4 separate regions of the Mus musculus genome follow, and all the other regions are linked to region 2. Evidence: chromatin contacts called from public Hi-C and promoter capture Hi-C data. All regions are on one chromosome and are shown on one strand. The core of a region is the stretch at or near the end of the contact, and the rest is flanking DNA. Distances in the headings are between cores, read along the strand shown. Region 1 holds the start of Enkur (enkurin, TRPC channel interacting protein). Region 2 holds the start of Arl5b (ADP-ribosylation factor-like 5B). Region 3 holds the start of Acbd5 (acyl-Coenzyme A binding domain containing 5). Region 4 holds the start of Yme1l1 (YME1-like 1 (S. cerevisiae)).

Evidence for each region. Promoter capture Hi-C pulls out the DNA fragments that hold promoters and counts their contacts. A called contact is a pair of places that touch in the nucleus more often than the background predicts.
Region 1: a Hi-C map of CD8 T cells shows a contact between it and region 2, with 7 times the contacts expected there. The contact joins the promoter of Enkur here to the promoter of Arl5b in region 2. A contact is called at or near these places in 2 of 484 Hi-C or Micro-C datasets (CD4 T cells and CD8 T cells) and 1 of 9 other capture datasets (liver).
Region 3: a promoter capture Hi-C map of pre-B cells shows a contact between it and region 2, with 9 times the contacts expected there. The contact joins the promoter of Acbd5 here to the promoter of Arl5b in region 2. A contact is called at or near these places in 2 of 39 promoter capture datasets (cranial neural crest and pre-B cells).
Region 4: a promoter capture Hi-C map of pre-B cells shows a contact between it and region 2, with 3 times the contacts expected there. The contact joins the promoter of Yme1l1 here to the promoter of Arl5b in region 2. A contact is called at or near these places in 1 of 39 promoter capture datasets (pre-B cells), 3 of 484 Hi-C or Micro-C datasets (CD4 T cells, CD8 T cells and muscle stem cells) and 1 of 9 other capture datasets (liver).

Annotation. Positions count from the first base shown.
Region 1 is chr2:21,204,078-21,206,777 of GRCm38.p6, forward strand. It overlaps Enkur (enkurin, TRPC channel interacting protein), which reads right to left and starts at 1,288. Exons shown (of 5, transcript NM_027728.2): 1 at 995-1,288. The coding sequence starts at 1,071. It overlaps Thnsl1 (threonine synthase-like 1 (bacterial)), which reads left to right and starts at 1,647. Exons shown (of 3, transcript NM_177588.2): 1 at 1,647-1,768.
Region 2 is chr2:15,053,890-15,056,589 of GRCm38.p6, forward strand. Arl5b (ADP-ribosylation factor-like 5B) reads left to right here and starts at 1,431. Exons shown (of 6, transcript NM_029466.5): 1 at 1,431-1,685. The coding sequence starts at 1,640. It also overlaps a transcript of Nsun6 not described here.
Region 3 is chr2:23,067,627-23,070,326 of GRCm38.p6, forward strand. Acbd5 (acyl-Coenzyme A binding domain containing 5) reads left to right here and starts at 1,446. Exons shown (of 14, transcript NM_001355637.1): 1 at 1,446-1,658; 2 at 1,825-1,993. The coding sequence starts at 1,644.
Region 4 is chr2:23,155,118-23,157,817 of GRCm38.p6, forward strand. Yme1l1 (YME1-like 1 (S. cerevisiae)) reads left to right here and starts at 1,388. Exons shown (of 19, transcript NM_013771.5): 1 at 1,388-1,614. The coding sequence starts at 1,582. Mastl (microtubule associated serine/threonine kinase-like) reads right to left here and starts at 907. Exons shown (of 12, transcript NM_025979.4): 1 at 562-907. The coding sequence starts at 744.

The DNA.
Region 1 (2,700 bases), core at 38-2,537, 6.2 Mb after region 2:
CCATTACATTTGGAAGGAACCTCCGAATGTCTACTTCACTTATTTTCAAATCAGAAAACAAGTGCAAATTGATTGTAGACCTCCACAATAATAATAACTGGTAACTCTTGATTTTTTTTTTTCTTGGTTGTTTGGTTTTAGAGACAGGGTCTGTCTTTGTAGCCCATGCTAGCCTTGAACTCAGATTCTCCCCATCAGCATCCTGGGTGCCGCAACAGGCATGCGCACCTGAGTGCTGGTTCTTTTAAAGTGGCTGTGACTTTCTTAAGTCAAAAGACAAAGGTAAATAACAGAAATCACCAACTCCTAGGAGGCATGGGACTGCCCTCTTCTCTCAGACTTCAATACAGTTTACAAAATACCTATATGGCCAAGTATCTGGGACATTTATTTTGAAGTTTCCTTTTTCAGATTTGGAGATTTTCAGAAATATAACAAACACATAAGAATTTCCTTCAGTTATATATTTTGGAATTTCCATCCATCCAACTGTACCCCTTTCATTAAACCACAAGATCTGTAAAAATCCTAGACATACTCTCTAGTCCATCATTTTTGTTAAACCAATTGAAATACTGAGGCCTAGAAACAAATGAGAATTCAATTTAGACACAAATTACGGGAGGCAAAAGAGTGCCTAAGTCAAATACAACATTGAGTTCCTAAATTAAACATCAGATTTCCTAAAACGGACGGATAAAACAGATTTTTCCCCCTCTTTTCAACGACATGGAATTTCACATTATACACAGCACCTAAAACCAAATTAATAATTGCATATTAGTGGGGGGCTATGATCATAAAATGGACGTCTGACAACACTAGCTCACTTTTTTTTTTTCTCTGTGAAATATGAAACGCTATTTAGATTTGTCCACCTGGTCTTAAGAAGTTGCGACCCAAGATTAAATGTAAAAGTCAGCCCCGTAAGTCTTTAAAAGAGGTCAACGATCTTCCTCTGGGCTGAAGTCATCGCTTTTGCTTACCCACATACCTAGGATGCTGGGGCGGCTCCTTCAAGTCACTGGGTATGAGGTTATAAATACTCTCGGAAGTGCAGGGTGAGTCCATGGCCACCAAGGAATTCCTTAACAAGTACTCAGCTTTTTGGCTCACTTTCCCACTGTCTCAACTCCTTCTCTCACCGCCTTTTTCTTTTCTTACTTTCTTATCAAAGAACTAAAATTTCTCTTTCGTGTAATTTCCCTTTGACCCTTTCGTAACAGTCCCTTTTTCAGGAAGAAAATAATTCTGCTCCGAGTCTGTTTAGCGTTGTTGACCACGTGGTTGCTAAGGAAACAGTTGCTAGGAGACGGGGCAACCTGGCTTTTATCTGATTCCTTTTTTGTAACCTCTTCTGTCTGAGAAAAACGTAAGGAAAAAGACGTTCCTGCGTCTTTGGAAAAGACGACATGAAAACATTGTCCCCCCCCCCCGCACCCAAACATTTTGTGGTTTTCCTCGGTACATCTGGAAAGAAAAATTCTACAATAGGGAGCAGGACAGACACGCACGCGTCACATAATAGTTTCCAACATTCAGGCCGCGCCCCTGCGGAGGTGGAGCGATCGACGGGGAAGGGGAGGAGCCTCGGGGTAATGGGCGGGGCGTCTGGGTTACGTGGTTGGCCTAGTGGCGCAGCGCGCAGTCAGCGCAGGCGCAGAAGCAGCAGCTTGGGGCGGGCTTGCCGGCTGAGGTTGCCAGGCGGTGCCGAAGGCGCTTCCCTTTCTCCCTTTCTCTCTTTCCTCTTCTTTGGGTGGTTTTCTTGGTGAGTTAATGGAGGAGGAATGGAAAGCCAGCGAGAGTTGTTACCCTAGCATCCCCCCTTCCGTCGTGCCCCATCAGGCCTCTCTTTGCCATCCACCTGTCGCACCGGACCCTGCGGCGGGCCCTGCGGTGCTCTGTCTCCACGGTGCGTGCGCGAGCGCTACCCGGCGCCAGGAGGACCAGCCTTTGGAAGAGGGCCTCGAATTTTGCCCAGGTTTCAGCCCTTGACTCCCTTTTTGACATGTTTTTGTTTTTTTCCTCTCCGAGAAGTGCTTATATTTCGTTTGAGCTGTTTGATCTCCCGTTCATGCATATGCACTTGTGATTGCACTCTCATTTGAAAGCCTTCACCCAGTCACATCCTTTGGCCCTGGGATTTGGGAGGAAATTTCGTGGGTCTAAATCCACTTGGCAGTTGCCCTGCCAGGGAAGTCAGGTGCATCAGTTCTTCAATTCTCACTGCCTGGTGGCTGGGTTAAATGGCCTGGTGGCTTAGTGAACTTTTCAGTCCTCACTTGGAAGGCCTCGCTCAATGCAAGTCGTGATTGGAGGCTTCTGCTAAATTTTATTCGATAAGAATAAAGAAACAATTTAGTTTCCCGTTTTTCGGTTTGATAGAATTTATCTATTTTTTTTCTGGGCAGCCCACGGTTCAGATGAATAATCTTTTGGGGTGGGGTGATGTGTTTCCTTATTTCACAGCAGATTGGGTTTCTTTAAAAACATTCCATAGATTAAGGGGTGGATAGGGAGCACCAATTTTTGCTTTTGAAAAAAAATGATTTCTCTGCTGCTTTTTACTTAACATGTAAAGAGAAAAACTTCCTTGTTGGATATATGCTCCTGTGCATGTTAACTGTTGAATCGTGAATTCATAGAATGTAAACAGTATTAACCAACTTGATAGCCATTAGCCAAGGCATATACCTTCCT
Region 2 (2,700 bases), core at 181-2,680:
TGAGCTACATTTAAGACGCTTATGCTCAGATTTTTCTATTTTCATTACATTTCTGACAAGCATTACATATATATGTATATATAATGTATTATATATATACATACATATATAGTCAATACACATGTACAGTATAAACAAGTTCCATTTTTTCCTAACATCAGTACATGCATCAGCATTTATTAGTTTAGGCAATATTCAACTGTATTTGTGAGCATCTATCATTTGTTTCAGTCAGAGTAAGTTTCTTTTCCTTCAGGTTAGCAAAACTTTCAAATTTCTAAATTCTAACCTGAAAAGGGCGTTAGAGAATCTTAAGTCGGCTTTTTAATAATGAGGCCAAAAGTAGAAATGATAAGTTTGCGCAACCACAAACTCATTCAAATTTGTAGTCCAACGGATGATCATTAAAGCTATGTTTGAACAGGATCAGTACAACTTTTCCTCTGTAGGAGAGGCTGGAGCTATGGTTTAGTATCAAGAAGTTGTTGTGATCTTGTACCCGAGTTTTCAAGTCTTCACTGTCCTTTGAAGTGTAGCACTAGCAGGGCATCTTTTTTTTGTTTGTTTTGTTTTTCGAGACAGGGTTTCTCTGTGTAGCCCTGGCTGTCCTGGAACTCACTCTGTAGAACAGGCTGGCCTTGAATTCAAGAAATCCGCGTGCTTCTGCCTCCCGAGTGCTGGGATTAAAGGTGTGCGCCACCACGCCCGGCCACTAGCAGGGCATCTTAAGCTATACTCATTTGTTTTATTTGGAATAGGTCATGGGACAGTTTACCTTGTTACAAGGTCAGGCTGGCAGGCTTCTTCTCTGGTTATGTGGGGCCCGCCAGGTGGCCTCAAGGACTAGTCTGGCCTATGAAGTTTCCAGTTTCAACTGGTAAGGATTTTGAGATTAACTACCACACCTAACGCTTGGCCAAACTGATGGCACTTTGATTTTAGAAACTTAACTGGACCCTGGCTACAGGCATTCCAGCACGCACGTCCCTATCAATTCCATTCAGAATTAAGAATCACGCTAGAATCCCAACACTGGGACAGGAACGGAAACCCACTCCTCCGCTTCAGTCAGAGGACCGCGCCAGCTGAGGTTCCTCAGGCGGTCAGCAGCGAGGGACGCGGTGGCCAGGCCTCGGGGATGACCGCTGCTCTGGACCTCAGTCCGCGTTTCTTCAGAGTGGCAGGAGAGGGAGCGCGCGCCGAGGAAATCCCCAGATCGGCCACACCCCGCCTCCGCAGACGCCAAGCCCGCCCACCATCCGCACACCGGAAGTGTACAGGGAGGACCCGCCACGTCCCAGGCGCCCGCTGACGTCAGCGCGCCGACGTCACGTGCCGACCTTCCGGCGATGGGTGGTCCCGGGCGTAGGTGGGGAGGCGGGGCGGGGGCGGGGCTCGTGGCCAGCCCAGGCTGTGCAGGGTAGGTGGGCGCAGACCGAGCGACTACGGGTCGGGGCTGGGCTCAGCGCGCTGCGAACAAAGGAGTCTGCGGCGGTTCCCGGCTCCGCGGAGGACCAAAGCTTCGCTGGACTCTTGAGGCTCCGCGGCTCCGGATCGGCTTCCCCTCGGTTCCACCGCGGGCGCCGCGGCACCTGCCGCCGAGTGCTGCCCAGGAAGTCTGTCCCGTCCGGGGCTCATGATGGGGCTGATCTTCGCTAAACTGTGGAGCCTTTTTTGTAACCAAGGTGAGGCCGGCGGGAGGGTGGACGCGGCGCTGGCAAGTCCAGATTGAGATCTGGATAGGGTTCGGGGTAGAACTCGGATCTGGGGACCCGGAGCCCGGGCAGGGGACGCACCCGATGGCCAGGAATCCCACGCGTGTGCAGCTTTTAGCCAACCAAGGTGAAAACATATTCCTGCAATCTGTTTGCGGGCCTTTCCGGTCTCAGCGAACCATCTTTTAGGTCTGATTAGCCCCAAGAAAGTGTCTCCCCGAGAACCCAAAACTTTCCGTTTGTTTAACACGAAACAGGAGTTTTGCACTGTTTACCTTCCTCTTGTCTATGCCAATGCACCTTCACGTTGTCTGACTTGGCTCTGATTTCTGTTCGTCAAGACTTAGAATGAGTGAGTATTCAGGTGCACGGGTTTCTGAAATTTTTACACATACACACAGCTTCCCCTCCTCCCCGTAGGCGTGAAAAAAAAAATCTAAATGCTCTCGGTTATGTGTAAGATGTTACGTGGCCGTAATTATTCTAGAACAGGTCATGAATTACCTAGAAGTTGTAAAACCTGTTCCGAGGCAGAATAAGCAATGCTGTCTTGAGAAGAGTCACTACTAGACAGAAAGGGGTCCAATGATAAAGTCTTCGTCTTTCTTGTAACAGAATGGTTTCTGAGTATTAAGACCAAATTTTGTTCCCATTTGTTTCATTTTGTAGGGCATGATTTATAAACTACTTTTGTTTTTATGAAGGTACCAAGTCTTTGCCATTATTAAGGTCCTTTGTTTTGTGGATTTAAACCGTGAAATCATTTTGAATGGCATTAATTCACTTGTTCTGAACGCTGATTTTTAAAAAGCCCCTTTCAAGCTTATGAATACATGCAAGCACACTGGCACATGTGTGTGTATGCAAGTACCACAGATAAATACTCCCTTTTAAGTGACTTTGGAGTGTCCAAACTGAAGCTCCCGGCGATGTTTCTCAGTAATGTCATGCACTATTTTTCAGCAACTTAACATTTTCTAATGAT
Region 3 (2,700 bases), core at 196-2,695, 8.0 Mb after region 2:
TGAGAAGGTTAGAAAACTTGTGTTTCCCTTTTACATGATTAGGACAAGTCACATATTCATAGCAGGTTTTATGATTTGACTGACACTCGCTTGCTAAATCATTAAATTTTAGGACCTTGGGCAAGTCAACTATCATTTCCTCATCTATCAACACCTTACAGTGCTTTTGAAACAGATCATACGTTTGCCAAACATCACACATATGAAGGCGGTGAAGTACTAGGGAGCGGTTCTCTAGTGAAGCCTGCGTTCCTCCAGTGCCTTTGGTCTTTTTGATTAAACGATCAGTGAGTCCGGAACTGTTTCTGGGGTACTTTTGAATACAGGCCGCATGAGCCCTGAAAGAACTCTTCAGACGACACTGTTCTCAATACCCAGATAAACAAGCTATGTCAGAGGATTCCTTTCTGCTCGAAGCTTAAGAAGTACTTCGGAGACGCCCCAAACGCAATCCGGAAGAAAGGAACTTCCGCCACACACAGGAAGGGTGGGCTACAAGGAAAAACCGAACCGGAACCGGAGGGGGACTACGCCAGCCTACAGAGGAAGGTGTCCGGAAGCGCCGGGGGACTACAGTTCCCATAAGCCCGCGGGGGCAAGGTGCGGGGCAGGCGTCGAGACAAAACGGACAGGCCTTGCCAGTCATTTGGCTATATCAAGGTAAATGCCGACATCGCGGCTCCAAGGGAAGAGTGACTTATAGTTCGCAACTAGATTTTTACGAGTAATCTTCCCAACCCATCCTAAACCGACAAAACTGACGTTCCCAGCGGGGCGTCCTTGAGATTTCCAGGCCACGGCACTCTACGCCTGCGGGGAGCTTCCTAAGTGCCTACAACGCGGGCATTACGTTGTTCACCGACCATCTCCATCCCTAGCCTCCGGCGGAGCTGGACGTGGCTGTGCCTGTCTCCTGGGCCTGGAGAGTGGGTAGTGGAGGTGTTGCGCAGCAGGCCGCCACCGCTCACCTTTGCTCTCTCCGCGGCCACCCTTGGGGCCAGACGGTGAAAGCTGTCCCAGACTTGGGGGCCAGGGCTAAGCCCTTCCATCCTTGCCCTTAATCCTCCCTTTCTCCCCTTTAGCGTGTTGTATATCCACAGAAGAGGTCAAGTGCCTTCTCCTAGGTCACAGAGAGTAAATGTCAAAAGAAGTTTTGAAGCCACTTTTATGATTCACTCCCTTCTCCGGTTTAACCCCGAGGCTAGGCATTGAGGACCACCGACTCTTGTGTTTTTCTTTTCTTTAAACACTAGCGGTATCCAGGGGCCACCTTTAGGACCTGGCATAGAATCCTAGCGCGTCACCAGGCTTGCTGTCCTCAGCCCGAACATAAACAAGCACCGGGTTCTCCACAGACCAACCCCAGCCGGAGCGCCTTGCAGCCTCTTTTCCCCTCCTCTGAGAACGCGCAGCCCGTGCACGTCACCGCGGCGGAGCGGGTGGGTGGGGTTTGCTGCACGGCGGCCGCGGCGGCGGAGGCTAGTGGGTCCTCCGGTGACTCTGGGGCGGGGCTGTGGGGCGGCTGCCCACCGACGGCAGAACTTCTCAGGAATGGGGGGTGTGATTGGTTGGCCGGCATCTTCCGGGTGGGAGAAAGGGTCCGCTATCACGGGCGGCTCAACCTCCAAGGCCTGCTGCTAGAGATGCTCTTCCTCGCGGTGAGTTGTTTGGCTGTTTTTGTTGGCTGGGATGTACTCTTAGACACGCCCCACGAAGGAGGAAGGAACCGGGCCACCTGAGTTGATGTGGCCTTGATTGGGCAGGCAAAGGGGAATTGACCAGCTATGCTCCTGTCATTAATCCGCTGCTGCGCTCGGTGTTCAGTTTCATGCAGGCTCTTGGGGAAGCTGGTGCTGCTGCTGCTGTGTGATTACCGCGGACAGACCTTGGGACCGAGGCCGGCGCTGGCAGCTGGAGATGGCGGACACACCGTCAGTGTATGAAACCAGATTTGAGGCGGCCGTGAAGGTGATCCAGAGTTTGCCGAAAAATGGTATGTGCAGTGGGCTCTAGGTAAAAGACCTTTTCCAGCTGCTTCTAGTCTACCTTATTTAGCGCCCCCTCTCGCTCTGTCATTAAAAGAAATGTAATTGAAAGAAATGTAATTGAAAGAATGGTATTGAATGCTAATTAATTACCGCTGATTTTTGAGGCCAAAGGCGACGTATTATCTAGGTTTTAAGTAGTTTATATTCTTGAGAACAAGTCTTATCACTTAATGACTGTGGATTTGGGAAAGTTAAAAAACAAAAACAAAAACTGGGGAGGGATGTCTGGTGCTACCTAACTCAAAAGTGTAATCCGAACCTTCAGAAACTTTGATATGAAGCGGAAAGGAAAGGACAACTATATTCTCGTGTAAAATGATTATTTTGACTATGATGTGTCAGGTACGGTTTTCTTTGTGTGTATCCTGGCAACAGCTTGTAAAACTTTTTATAATTTTGTCTGACCAGTGTTAAGGATTTTTTTTTCCATCACTAAATTTTTTTTTCAGTGTTCTAAATAGAGAAGCTTGGGAAGAGAGACTTTTACTTTGAAATTTTATATCCATTTGCATTGTGATTTACTTTTCATAATAAATTAGATTAAAATTATCTTAAGCATTTTTATTGTGTGTGCTAGATTTGTAGGCCAAGTCAAACATAACATTACTATATTTGTATAGTATTTAATGTCTTCCCACTTTTCTTTTCTTTT
Region 4 (2,700 bases), core at 138-2,637, 8.1 Mb after region 2:
CACAATCCCGGTGATACTTTAAATAAATAATACTACAATTAAAAACTTTCACAATATAAATTGTGTCACAGAAAATTCGAATATAATGCAGCTTCCTTTTGGTAAGAGTGAGATTTGAACTGTCTACAAACCAATCTTGTTTGTGATAGCAAGATTTCGGCTATTATGTATGTCAAACAAGGAAAACATAACCAACAAGTACTTAAGGCCGTTTTGATTTGAAACATGACTCAGGAGTCATGGGTGTGGCTTCAAGCCTCTGCCTTCAGTCGCAGTTTTCTCATTTGTTAACAATGGCCAGGGCACAGTTGGGTAAGTTTTGCTATTTTCACTGGGTTAATGATTCTCAGTATACAGAGAAGGGCAGGGCAAGGGAAAGGACAGACACCTGCTCACTGCAGTCTGCCTAAACGCCCACAGTCAACAAGCAGGACTGTGCAGGCTTCTGTAAGCCGGGCATTCCAGGCTAGTGGTACAGCAGCTCCAGAGTTTGTTCAACAACTCAAAAGGGAGGTCCGCGAGGGAGGACCATTTAAGACCTTCTCGCTTCTGACTGCCTACCTTCACTGCGTACAACTTGCCGCCTTTCTGTCCCAGGTACACTTTCCCGAATGCACCACGGCTAATGGGCTTCACTATGGTGAACTCCTCAATGGAGGGTGGTCTTGGTACCGGGATCCTACTCACGCACTCCTCTATCGCCGCACCTCCTTCATTCTCCTCACTTGCCGAGGCGGACTCCATTGCTGCACAGCTCGCCCTGCAGCAGCAACTCCCGCCAGCTAGATTCAAAAGGTTTCGCCTACGCCGGACGCCTCCCGTGACGTCACCGCGCGTCTGCGCTCTGCCGGCTCCCTGTAAGCAGGCATCGACGGGTGGGGGCCGGCGGCACTGCTGGGCGCAGTCTGCGGAGCGCTAGGCGGAGCCGGCGGCGCTGCCGGAAGGGGCGCTGGGCGGGGCTCAGCCGCGGATACACGGGCTGTTTTTGTGACGAGGCAGTGCATTCTGGCCAATGAGCAAGGGACTAAGACTTTATGTAGTCTGGTGGGGTCCTTCCGAGTCTCAGTCAAGATCTGCAGTTCTCCCTCCCTCCGCATGAGCTAGAAGCCAGGCCGACTGTTAAGTAAAGCAATGGCTAGGGATGATGTGTGGAAGCTAGCGAAGCCACAGAATGTGGAGAGCCTGGGTGAGCGTTAAGTGCGTTTGACCGCGTACTGAATTCAGAAACAGAGTAGGAGCGACTAGAAGAACATCCAATTTATTGTGGAGGTGGTGATAGGAACCTCGAAAAACCACCCCAAAGTGACAGAGTCCCCGGAAGAGGCGGAGCGCTGACGGGCGGGGGCGGGGTGAACGCGGAGGCTTGCTCCGGAAGCACTGTACCTATGGTCTTCCGGGGCAGATGTCGTCGTAGCAGCTGTCGGGAGGGGAAGCCATTTTTTCGTTTCTGGGAGGAGTAAGGGAGAAACTGGGAGAAAAGCAAAGAGAAATAAAGAGAAAATAAAAGGGCTCAGCCCCTTTCCTCGGAGCTGAAGCTAAGAAGCAGTTTCGGCTGGCCGGTAAGATCTCGAGGGCCCGGAGATGTTCTCCCTGTCGAGCACTGTGCAGCCTCAGGTGAGCCCAGCATTCAGGCGTTTTCCTGCGTCCCTTTTGCGACTTTTCCCCGGATGCTGTAGTAGAATCGGTGTTTCTGAAGCAAAATTAGTGAGGGAAGCGACGAACCCTGTTTGAGTCGCAGGCTGAAAAGGAGATCAGGGGACAGTGCTGAGACTATGACCTGACACTAACCGTGGTGAACATCACATAGCGTATCCACTGGCTTGCACAGAATTTCTGTTGACAATTCAGGGACTGTTTAGGGTTGGACAGTCTGAGATGGGGATTTGTGAAATCTGCGAGAAAGGTAAAGAAGACAGTGTTCTTTCCATCCATCTATTTCTGATTACCCTTTTTTCCTTTCAAGCCGAATTTAGTTCAAACATACTCTAATAATTCGAATAGCATCACAATTTCTTTCTTTCTGGGTAGAATTAACTTGTGCACATTTTTGAATCATTAGATTCTTGCAATTAAATTTTAAACATTTTTTAAAAAATCAGGACCCAAATTATGTTAATTTTTCCTTGTTTCATTAAAATTTGTTTTCTTTTTGGGGGGGAAGGTGTTAACAATGTTTAATTAATTAATTAATTATATTTTATTTTTTGAGGCGAGGTTTCATTGTCTATCTTTGCTGTCCTAGTCCTTATTATGTCCAGGCTGGCCTCCTAAGTGTTGGGATCATGGCTCCCACCACCATCACACCAGATGCACCATCAACTTGTCTTGAGGATTATTCCTTGGGAGGCAGGCAGAGAATCTAGAGATGTTACATAGTGAGACTTGTCTCAAAAGACTGCCCCCCCAAATGTTCGTTACATCTTACTACCTGCCTCTTTTTGTGTTCCTATGGAATTGGTAGACTAATGGAGAAAGGAATTGCTTAGCTGCTACTTAGGCAGCAAGCGAACCAAGCAAATGTAGATTTCTCCTAGTCACTGGAAATAAAGATGAACAATAAACGGATATTTCGCCGGGCGTGGTGGCGCACGCCTTTAATTCCAGCACTTGGGAGGCAGAGGCAGGCGGATCTCTGAGTTCAAGGCCAGCTTGGTCTACAAAGTAAGTTCCAGGACAGTCAGGGCTACACAGAGAAACCCT